Linked DNA regions of Mus musculus: all the other regions are linked to region 3. Evidence: chromatin contacts called from public Hi-C data. All regions are on one chromosome and are shown on one strand. The core of a region is the stretch at or near the end of the contact, and the rest is flanking DNA. Distances in the headings are between cores, read along the strand shown. Region 1 overlaps Kif16b (kinesin family member 16B). Region 2 overlaps Kif16b (kinesin family member 16B). Region 3 has its middle 460 kb from the start of Kif16b. Region 4 overlaps Macrod2 (mono-ADP ribosylhydrolase 2).

The links. A called contact is a pair of places that touch in the nucleus more often than the background predicts.
Region 1: a contact with region 3 is called in a Hi-C map of the N1E-115 cell line, with 6 times the contacts expected there. The contact joins two enhancer-like sites. A contact is called at or near these places in 3 of 484 Hi-C or Micro-C datasets (the N1E-115 cell line, cerebellar granule neurons and cerebellum) and 1 of 115 datasets of contacts at active chromatin or transcription factors (VIP interneurons).
Region 2: a contact with region 3 is called in a Hi-C map of cerebellum, with 2.9 times the contacts expected there. The contact joins two enhancer-like sites. A contact is called at or near these places in 8 of 484 Hi-C or Micro-C datasets (the Ba/F3 cell line, the HPC-7 cell line, the N1E-115 cell line and 5 more).
Region 4: a Hi-C map of the N1E-115 cell line shows a contact between it and region 3, with 15 times the contacts expected there. The contact joins two enhancer-like sites. A contact is called at or near these places in 2 of 484 Hi-C or Micro-C datasets (the N1E-115 cell line and cerebellar granule neurons).

The regions. Positions count from the first base shown.
Region 1 is chr2:142,697,485-142,700,184 of GRCm38.p6, forward strand. All of the region lies in intron 22 of Kif16b (kinesin family member 16B), which reads right to left. Among named protein-coding and RNA genes, the nearest start is that of Kif16b, 200 kb to the right of the region's middle. Within about 2 kb of position 1,352, at least 23 of the 459 cell types and tissues checked have an H3K27ac peak or open chromatin away from gene starts, as enhancers often do. A contact at or near this core is called in the N1E-115 cell line, VIP interneurons and cerebellum, where this site is marked.
Region 2 is chr2:142,811,909-142,814,608 of GRCm38.p6, forward strand. All of the region lies in intron 12 of Kif16b (kinesin family member 16B), which reads right to left. Among named protein-coding and RNA genes, the nearest start is that of Kif16b, 88 kb to the right of the region's middle. Within about 2 kb of position 1,308, at least 12 of the 459 cell types and tissues checked have an H3K27ac peak or open chromatin away from gene starts, as enhancers often do. A contact at or near this core is called in cerebellum, where this site is marked.
Region 3 is chr2:142,436,810-142,439,509 of GRCm38.p6, forward strand. No RefSeq gene overlaps it. Among named protein-coding and RNA genes, the nearest start is that of Kif16b, 460 kb to the right of the region's middle. Within about 2 kb of position 1,307, at least 35 of the 459 cell types and tissues checked have an H3K27ac peak or open chromatin away from gene starts, as enhancers often do. A contact at or near this core is called in the N1E-115 cell line, VIP interneurons, cerebellar granule neurons and 1 more, where this site is marked.
Region 4 is chr2:142,057,381-142,060,080 of GRCm38.p6, forward strand. All of the region lies in intron 8 of Macrod2 (mono-ADP ribosylhydrolase 2), which reads left to right. Among named protein-coding and RNA genes, the nearest start is that of Gm25583, 420 kb to the left of the region's middle. Within about 2 kb of position 1,266, at least 39 of the 459 cell types and tissues checked have an H3K27ac peak or open chromatin away from gene starts, as enhancers often do. A contact at or near this core is called in the N1E-115 cell line and cerebellar granule neurons, where this site is marked.

The sequences.
Region 1 (2,700 bases), core at 102-2,601, 260 kb after region 3:
CATGGTAAAATTATGGAAGTCTGTCTGTTTGAGGTAGACAGTCTTTGTTAAAATAACAGATAACTTTTGTATTGCTTCCTGTTCTCAATCATTATATCCCTCTGTCAGCATCTTCAATTTTAGTCTCAGTTCTTCATGACTTAATTCTGTTTATTTGTTTGTTTAATCAAACATATATGACAAAAGAGTCATGGCAAGTAATATAAATTATATTAGCTAAAAAAAATGAAAAGTAGAAATAGTATTGATGAGGTTTTAGAAGAATATTATGGGATTTTCAAGATTTTTTTCACCCAAGAGAGACCCATAGTTAAAGTTGGGGTCAAGTGGTGATAGTAATTTTCACAACGTTCTCTATATACTTAAAAGGCTTTGGATGTGTGTATCAGAGGAGGGGTGTTTTGGAAGTAACAAAACCACACTCTATCTCCAGATAAGAATTCTGTTGAAAACAATAAGCTTGCCACTGGTCCACAGAAGGCAACAACACATTCTCCACTTCTATGTTTTGCTATTCATTTCCCCAGAATCTAAACAGAGGAAACAGATGAAAATGTGGAGACACTTCAATAGCTTGTCTGCTCTCTTGGCAATTCTGACAAAAAGCAGATGGTAAGTTTCTGGGTGGGTTAGGTTTTGACTTCACCTCCATCATCAGCTACTGACAGAAATAAAGAGCCCACACTTATACTGACCATTAGCCAAGAATGTGACCAGAACAGAAAGGCCCTTCCAAGCCAAAGCTGAAATGAGTGATTTAATGAAACTGGAGACCCACTAAACTGCACCGAGTGTGCTGAGTCTGTGCCCAGCAGAGAGGAAGGTGAGTCAATGGAGAAAAGAGGCAACTTCCCTGCTTCTGAGACTCTGGGATTTAGTGGACATGCATCTAAGAGAAAGGAGAACAAGGGCACAGTAGCTGGATGGTATAAACTAACTCAAAGCATGTTTCCCGACTGCTCACGGGATTGCCACACAGGAGTAAATGAAGAATGAACAAAGCCTGGATAGTTGCAAACTCACCTCAGGCCAGCAAGATACCTGGCTGAGCAGACCTGAGTCACGGCTAGTCAAGGGACAGGAAAGATGGAAGACATAGAGAGTGCTGAACGTCATCCAAGGCAACTGTATATTTGACAAGACAGCAGAAATAAGCCATAAAGAGGTTACAACAAGACAAACAGCACTTCCAGGATAAAAACACAGAAGTTCAGAGAAAGAAGGAGACTGGTAAAAATTATGTGTGGGGCATGGACTGGGGAAGCTGAAGGAAGCATTGATGCACTCTACCACACAGCTGTGCTACTCATGGGCAACACGGAGGGTGTTGATGAAGGTCACTGCCAGACTGGGCACCTTTCCAGACAGCACAAATTAGTCCACTGGACGCCAGCAGGCACCACCCGATTCCAAGCTACCACACCATAAACAGACAACTAAGCCAAGCTGTCAGAATGCTTTAATCATGGCACCAGTAATTGAGCAGATCCAAATTTACAATCTGAGCTTTGAGACAATGAAGCAGGTGGCAATAAAGATATTTTTCCAGTTCTCTGCTATCAGCTATTTTCACTTTGCTTTATTCAAAATATTTACACTTTCAATTTCAGAGTTCTGCTTTTTCCCATTCAATCAAGTACACTGAGACATTCATATTTCCTTGACTGTTTTTATAATGTTCATTTTATTGAAGGTCTAAAAGAAACTGCCCTGTATCTCTAAATGTCTCCTTCCTAGAGTCTTGTTAAATATGAGATTAGCCAAAGAGCCTCATCCTGAGAATTGAAAGTGAGTTTCCAGATGTCGAGTGCCTGATCCTGTCCATCCTCAAGACACAACGGAATAACCACCTGGGTGCTTGAGGTAACTCGACTCTGCTCAGGTAGACCACTTCCTCTGTTCAAGGGAAGCCCATGTTTCCTTAGGAAGACCAGCTCTACCTTTGACACTTTGTCCTTCTCTGGAACTATGACACATCTGAACTCACTCAGAGCTTGGCACGTGATCACATCAAATCGCCCATGTGGAGGAAGTGTGTTTAGAGAGCCAGTGTGGGGGTAAAACACATGATCCTCCCTCAGGAGTGCCATGTGGGTGTTTAAAAGGATGAATGATAGGCAGGGGGCACAAGCAGCCTCACTCTCCAATCTGACTGTGGTATAGAGCAGTAACTGAACTTCTGCCAGAGAAGGGACACTGGCCTCCATATTTCCATGAAGAAAGTAGACCATGTCTACCAAGGTTGTCTGGAAATTGCAAGACAACTGAACTCCATTCGCCAAAGCTAAAACAGGGATTTCTGCCTTCAAATCAAGAGAAAGCTGAACCAGATCCTGATGGAGCAAAGGGTGATTGCTGTAGGCAGCAGCTTCAGACCCAGCCATTAGCACACCCAGGAGGTCCTGGCAGAGCTGCTGAGTGAGGCTCTTGTTGTAAGTAAGCACAGTAAGCAAGAGGTCCTCTGTGGAGCCCAGGAAACGAATGCTCTGCCCACCAAAGCCGACCTGAATCTCCTGCAGTGCAGTGAGAGGGAGAGCATGAAAAGTGCTCATGGAGCCTGGGCAACCATCTACCAGTACCAGAGCATACAGAATTGAAGGCAGCAGGAGCAAGCATGCAGCCTGGGGGTCAGGCTGGGAGCAGTTAGCAACTGCAAGCCAGTAAATGCCTTTGACAGCCTTCATTATGTCCACAGGCTCT
Region 2 (2,700 bases), core at 58-2,557, 380 kb after region 3:
GACAAGGTTGGATAAGATCAGCCCTAAGACTTCATCTACTTCGAATACTCTGTCATTAATTCAATGTGAAATGAGAGAAATGAGTAAGAAATTTCAATGCACTACTTAGACACTTCAAAAGAAATACTGATGGTTCAGATAATGAAACTAAACGAGAAAAGCGTCTTCAGAATATATGAGCAGAATTTAAATTAGCTCACTATTTTCTTTCAAGCAGTAATGAAGAAAAGGAAGTATTAACTAGGAAATTAAGGTCTGCTGTTCACACCCTTTCTATAGCTGGGCTCTTCTGTACCCCAACTGCTAAACTACACTCCCTCAGTTTCCCCAGCAGCCTCAGCTCCTAGGAGAACAGATGCTTTGAGCTCAAGCCCTGAGAAACCCTTTTCTACCCTGCTCAGGGCTCCAACCGACAAAGCGGCTTTACCACTATCCCTCCATTCTCACAGCAACCTAATGAGATGCTATGGGCCCCATTTCACAGATCTTGAAACTGAACGACATAGAGTCTACGTAAGTCACCCATGTCACACAGCCACCATCTAGCTGAGCGAGGTGACCTTCAGCATTATTTTCTGCCACCTTGCAGTGTACCTGTGCCTGCTGGCAGTGCCTTCTGCCTGCTGCCATGTAAATGACGAGAGAGTTAGGGAAAAAATCTTAACCTGAGCATTCTTCTAGAAGACTCTTGGCTCTCAATATATGAAGCCAAAAAGAGAGCTCTCTCTCTCTCTTTGAGCACATTCACTAATTCGGACAGCCTTAAACAAACAAGGAAGGTTACAGAACAAGGACACAAGGCAAGGGAAGTTTTAATTCTCTTAAGAACTCCTTAGAGCCAAAGATGAAGAAAGAATGGTGTAAACAGTCATTGCAAAAATGATTCTTATGAAGAGAAGCACATAAATAAAAAGGGAAGGGCATGAGGGAGGGAGGGAGCAAAGGAGGGAAGGATGAAAAGGAGGGAAGGAAGCAGGCCAGCTTTCTAAAAAGAGCCAATCAGAATGACCACCTATGACACACATTAAGAGCCACCACTTAAATGTAAAGCAACTTCAGACAAAGTATTTCAGAAGGATGTGAATGGAAACTCCAGAATATGAAGATGCGTTCCCATCTCTGTATCAGGTGTCAATGTGGCTTCAAGAAGGCACCAGCTAAATAACCCCTAATGCTAGAATCTCCACAATCTGTCTCCACAGACTCTATCTAGAAATCACTGGTGGCCTCTTCAATCCCCTTTAGCAGTACATCCTGTCCTTGCAGACAGCTTCACTGCCAAAGATCCTAGTTAAGAGCTATGGGATTTGTTTTCCCTAACTGCAGTGCCATCTAGTGGTAAAAACCAAACCACTCCCAACAGCACATCTACTCCAACTATTCTCAAGATAATGAATACTGTAAAACAAGAATGTGGGTTGCTCTTAAAACACAATGGCTTTGCCCATAGTTGGGACTGCCACTTGTTAACTCGACAAGCCTCCCTATACAATATGCAAAATATGATAAGATTAGCTTCCCGAGAAAAGACACATTTGGTTGTTGCTGCTTTTGCTCTGATATTGTTTACTTTAAAAAAATGTATTTTACTTACTAACAGCAGACTGTTACTTTGTGATTCTGAAGACATTCAGAGAATTCTTGTTAAATCTAACAAAAAAAAATTACTCTGGCTTAATATAATAAAAAATACAAGTCATTTGTTCTAAATCAACTTTCAAAAACTCTGAAGAATAATTTAAATGCAAGTGAAACTCATTATATAATAGCTACTAGTTTCAGTATATCTTGTCTAGTCTACATGTTAAAATTATGCTCTGAAACATGTGAGTTGGCCATGTTCTCTTTGTTTTTATAAACAAGATCTCTGTGACTACCTTCAGCACCTCAACTTTGGAGTTATTCAAACCACAGACAGCATTATCACAGCCTGAAGAAGACAGGAGGAAGACCAACACTCCCTAACAAGCAGGTCTGAACTGAAATCAGGTTAGAGCGTGAAAAGCTTTCTTTGAAAGTGTATAAGGCTCCTGACCTGGTGCTGAAGCACATTGAGTGTACCTCTGATCCTGCGCCGTATGAATAAGGATGCACTATCTAAGTAACAATAATAAATAATGATGATAAAGTAGTGTAAATCATTTCATCAAGAGGATGCAATTGATGGATAAGGATATTAAAGAACATTCTGGATAAGTGAGCTGTGGTTGACAGAGTAGGCGAGACCTTTGCCTGGATTGTAGGAGATGCATGTCTAAAATGAGGAAGAATTCTAAGTAATTAAAACAGACCTGGAGTTTCCTACTACAGTCATGGTCATTACTCTCCCATTTAACAAAAATAACCTCTGCCTGGCTAAAAGTAACAGCCATGGCTTGGAGGCAATGGCTTACAAAACAAAAGTAGGGAAAGGGATAGGCCAAAAAATTGAGCAGTCTAACTCAACAGGGCGAGAGAATGGAATGAAGCAAAGGGAAGACCCAAAGACCCACATCTGGAACACTGCCCAGTATGCCCAGGCAGTCCTTAAAGGCCATGTGACCATGTGAAATGAGCTGGTGGCTGGATGAGTGGCGTTCTCTGGGACAATAGAATAGTTTACAGGGTAAAGCAAACATGAGAAAGGCACAGGACCCTTCAGTGATCAGTGACTGGGGAGATTAAATATTAGGACAGCTCACTTGATAAGGTCTGAGGGAA
Region 3 (2,700 bases), core at 57-2,556:
AGGACCATAAGCAACTTGGGGAGGAACGGGTTTATTTTGTCTTGCATCTATCATGGAAGAAAGTCAAAGCAGAAAGCTAGAGGCAGAACTGAAGACAAGGCTATGAAGGACCACTTCTTACCAGGCTTGCTCACCTGGCCTTATAAATAGTCAGGAACAACAAACCACAATGGGCTGAGATATCTCATGTCAATCATTAGTCATGAAAATACCCCACAAGAAGTTTGCCTACATGCCAATCCGATGGAGGCATTTTCTCAATTGAGGGTTTGTTTTTTTTTTTTTTTCCTTCAGATGATTCTAGTTTATGTCAGCTTGACAAAACAAACGAACGAACAAACAAACAAAGATCACATCCACTGAGCTGACAAAATCCAAGTGAACTGATACTTATTTAGCCCAGGGAGTCTCTGTATTTCACTTCCTATGAGGTTATAGGATTAAAAGGTTTACTCAAGAGTTTCAAGCATATCTCCATATTTCTGCTGAATTATTTGTCTGGCTTTGTCTCCTATGACTGGAGAAAGGGGCTCCTTTGGCTAAGATAACGTAGCACAAACCCAGAATAACCACCCTGACTCTTTTCTAAACACTTGTCTCCATCTTAGGGAAGAGCTGGACAAAACAGTGTACCCTTACTCAGGTGTTCCTGGGGACCAGGCATTATGCTCTGAGCTCCCCCTGCCTCACACTACCTAATAACAAATAACACCTCTGAGAATTTATGATACATGGAACAAGGACTCAAGTTCTCCCAGATAGAAAGACGGGCAAGCTTGCTGCTTCTAAGCCTGATCTCAACAGAACAGATGCTGACGTTATGAGCTAAATGCTGTGTGGCTGTCACTGTGATGGCTTGCTTCTCTCATCCCACAGAGTTCACTCACTTTTCAGAGGAAAAAAAGAGTGGAGAAAGCTTTGCCAGAGGTCACAGCAGTGAAAAGGGTGGCCTCAGGCCAGGCAAGTGCCACCAATGGGGTATTTCAAAGCCAGTTTGTCTGAAATGGCCTTGGCCAAGCTGCCACCTAAGTACATTGTTAGCAGAATGAGTCAATGGGCAGTGGCAGGCAGGCAGGCAGGACAGCAAAGGAGAAGATTAAAATAATTACAACTCTAATTGATCAGCTCCGCTCAAGAGGAGATTAAAAGGGAAAAGGCATATTGAAGAAGGCACTCGACATCCGCCCTGGGCCAGATTCCATCTGCCACTGTGGCCAGCTCTCCCCTCCCTTCTGGCCCTTGGTCCAGCAGCCCCCACTGCAAAGCCTCATGACACAGCGTTGATGAAAGCCATTCTTTGTGGAAGGCATCAGGCCCTGCTCCCTTGAAGAACCACTCTCACAAACAGCAGGGAGAAGCAGCTTGGAGCAGCAGACAGTGGCCTCCCATTGGCAAACCCCCAGCCTGGAGTTGCCAGCAGCTTGTGGAAAGTGGGGAAGGAAATGCCAAGAGCAAGGCCAGGCCAGGGCAAGGGACCAGAGCAGCAGAGACAAGATTATGTCTTTTGATCCAATAACCTCACTAGGCAGAAAGCAGCCTGGACTCCAGACAGCACCAGCCTAGGTTGTGTACAACAAACTCCCTGACTCAGCCCTTGGTGTCTTGTCCTTTGGGAGCAGAGCTGGCCAGCGAGCACTTTTGCCTTGTCCCTGGTGCCTTTCTGTAGGACTCCTAAAGGAAGGGCATACCCAGGAGCCTGGGGCCAGAGAGGAAATAGAGAGGCAGATTCAGAAGACACAGAAATCTTGGCACTTGTCAGAACAATCTGGGTACACAGAGTCTGGGCAAGGTCAAGAGTGAGCAATAGGTGTGGAGAGGAAGAAGTTCTATATGTGGAAGGGGAACTGAACTTGCCTCTAATTTGGGATGTGACACATAGGACTAGAAATCTCTAAGTTTTCTCTCACTCCATACTATCTGGACAACAGCAGATGTCTGTGCTAGCTTCAGAAGAGAAGGACCTAGTTCATGAGCTCCAGACCAGTGGTCAGAGAGCCATCCTCTCCATAGGCTGCAGAAACTGAAAAAAAATGGACAATTAAATCCCATTTGCCACCTACTTCCAAGTTTAAGCCTGTAATTCTCAAATTCTAGTGTCCATATGTCCATACATGTCATCAGAGACTGAAACATAGATTCAGAGGGCCAAGGAAGGGCCTGAGGTCTGTCTTTCACACTAGCTTCCAGATACTGCCTCTGCTGGATAACAGTTTGAATAGCAAAGGCTCCACCAACTGAGAAATGGAAACATCCTAGATGGAAACATCACCACTCCATTATTAGCGAGAAAGTGATGAGAGGACCAAAGATGTCCCTGTCTCTCCTCCCATAGAGGATAGAGTGGCCATTAGACTTTCCCAGCAGGGATTTCTTGACTTTTTTTCAGGATCAGAGTACCAAATCCAAGGCTTTTAATGTACACTTTGCTACTGAGTGATAGCCATGAGCTCTTGTATTTTGTTAGTTAAGGGCAAAATAATTGGTTAGATTGGACTTTGTAATAGTTTCACCCATAAGAGTTAGAGACAGGGTCACCTTCCTCAAGCCTCATGAACCAGGGGTTTTCATTGTTCTACACTTTGCTAAGAAAATCCTTGGGGGGTTTTCTGAGCTAAGCTAGGAGAGAACTGCCTTTCTTACAAGTATCTAAGGTGAAAGTAGACAAGTTGTGTGCTACTGCATTCCTATCCATCCCAATGA
Region 4 (2,700 bases), core at 16-2,515, 380 kb before region 3:
TAACCTTCAAGGTTGTTAATATTTCATTAAAGTTATCAGCATTCATCTCCAAGAATATGCTATAGGGACTTCCTCAAAAATATTTCAGAATAACTCATTCATATAATTCTGTTCTTTAAAGGATCATTTTATTTGGTTTACCATTCCAAAGATATGGATACTAAAAGTTTGCCCCTATGGACACCCACTAATTCCTTAATGGGTACTTCCTCTAAAAACTTAATATATTCAAGCACCAAAGAGAAGAATACTTGTGACTTTAAATATTACTAATGGGAGAGAAGTAAAAATAATTGTCATTTAATTATAGAAATGTGTACTTTGATGCACAAATGCATGATAGAGGATAATGACTACAGACTTGGAAAATATTCTTTGGCTGCTGGGGACATTAGACAATAATTTACATGTTTAATTGAGTTTCTGTGAAAGGCTCATTGTGCAATTACATGTTCACTTAGGTGCTCAAATAGATACTGAGTACCGGTGTTTCACTTGTACCTATTTGCCCAAATTGCAGCTGAAGAAAAAAATGGGTCCGTTTATTCATGTGTGGGACTCCACATGTGCTTGCATTTTTACCTTGTGCTACAAATGCCTCCCGCCTTAAGGTTGATGGCTTCGCCTTGCTCCGAGCACTATTGCAGTGCAGACTATTTATGGAACAATATTGCCCTCTGGCAGTGAGGCAGCCAGTGGTTTTAATAACTGTTTTATGTCATTTTGACAGCTTCTAAACTAGTCACACCCAGCAGTTTAAGCCAGAAGGGAGACATCAAGGAAAGCCTGCAGGAGTTTTATATTACAAACCTTGTATGCACGTTTATATTAGGAAAGTGCCACATCTCTTGCTGTAAAGGAAAGCTGCCTCCCCCAAGAGGGAGACTGAAGGGGTTTTTTTGCCTCGGTAAAGCTTCAGAAATGTGCAAATAATAATGCAAGTGTTGTGCTCACCGAACAAGCAGGGAACAGATCCCTGTCCCTCCGAGAAAGCCCTGTGATCCACAAAGATCCCCGTAAGCTGATCAAACCCGGCTTCCTGGAACTTACACTCAGACACTCGTGGAATCAAAAAGGACTGTGGGGTCGTTATCTGGCTGGTCCTTTGGATTGAGTTATCTTGAGGAGTGTCACGGCTTTGCAAAATGATCCAGAGCTGTTCAATGAAGCTAGAGAAATGAAGGACTTGGCCACAGGCCCCCCATTCTTGGAGGGCTTTCTCGGCTGCCACTCAATCATTCAGGCAAAGAGGTTGCCAAAGGAGAGCCAGGTGGGCTTTGCCAGCTGGGACTGGCTTTGGAGGGGGGGTGGGGATTCTGCTATGTTTAGTAGAGCAGCTTCCTGAACAGCTGAGACAGGCATAGCTCAGTAAGCACCCATCTTTCCAGCCCAGTGCTTGCTGCTAAAGCTTTTTCCGGATTGGCAAAAGCAGCCCACTTTGTGTAAACCACTGTAGTGGTAAAACCAGGCCTTGCTCAAGTGACAACAAGCATCTTCTCACCCTGCAGTGGGACCAATCATCCTCACAGGAGAGTGCAGGGAGAGGGGGGTAGGAAGGCTTCTGGGCTGGAAGGGATGAAAACACAAATAGGCATGAAAGGAGCCTATAATCTCAGCCCTCAGGAAGGAATAAAAAGGGGATCTGAGTATGACCAGGCTAGCTCTTAGCCAAAATGGAGAAACTCGAGATTCAGTTAGAGAGCATACTTGTAAATAAGGAAGGCATCTGTGTTAACTTTGCCACCCCCCCCCCCATACAGGCATACACAGGTGCATACACCTGTGCGTACATATACGTACCACAAATGCATGCACACACAAACAAGGATAGCAAGAACATTACTGGAAAAAAATGAAAGGGAAATAACTGCTAAATATAGAAAGATGAATCTAAATGGATCCTAAAAAGAAATTATACTGAAATAATCAAACATCTATAACAACTAAATTTATTACTTGTAATTATTAGGTAAAAATTGAACTTTTATGACATGCTCTTTCCGAAATAAGTCAAATTGTTACTCAGAAACATCATCAATGCAAAAAAGGGAAGAGTTTATCTCGGTAGATAATTAAGGTAATTATTTTATTTGCATAAGAAATAAACACAAATAGCTCCAATTAGCTGATCAGTTGAGGGGAGAAAGGCAAGGAGGCCTATTTTAGCCAACCCAGGAATATGCATCATAAAAATAGATCCACACTTTCTTTTCTTACAAGCCATGAGAGCCTCAACCATGACACTAAACAAAAAATGAAAGAAATATGGAGACAAGTTTAGAGCAAGAGAGTATTGGGTGCCTGTTTCAAAGATGATCCAACTAAAGCTGGAGTGCCACCACAGAGAGCCTGTCCCAGTCATATGCAATCACTCCACAGTCGGTCTTCCCAAACAATTTAGTTTCCAATTGTTTCCAAAGAAATAGCACTTAGAAGAGAAGTACCTCATGTTCTCTTCTGTCCTTGTTAGGGTTTCCTGCTATGAATAGACACCATGACCAAGGCAACGCTTATAAAGACAACATTTAATTGGGGCTGTTTATACAGGTTCAGAAGTTCAATCCTGCTATGAATAGACACTATGACCAAGGCAACGCTTATAAAGACAACATTTAATTGGGGCTGTTTATACAGGTTCAGAAGTTCAGTCAATTGTCATCAAGACAGGAGCATGACAGTGTCCAGGCAGGCATGGTGCAG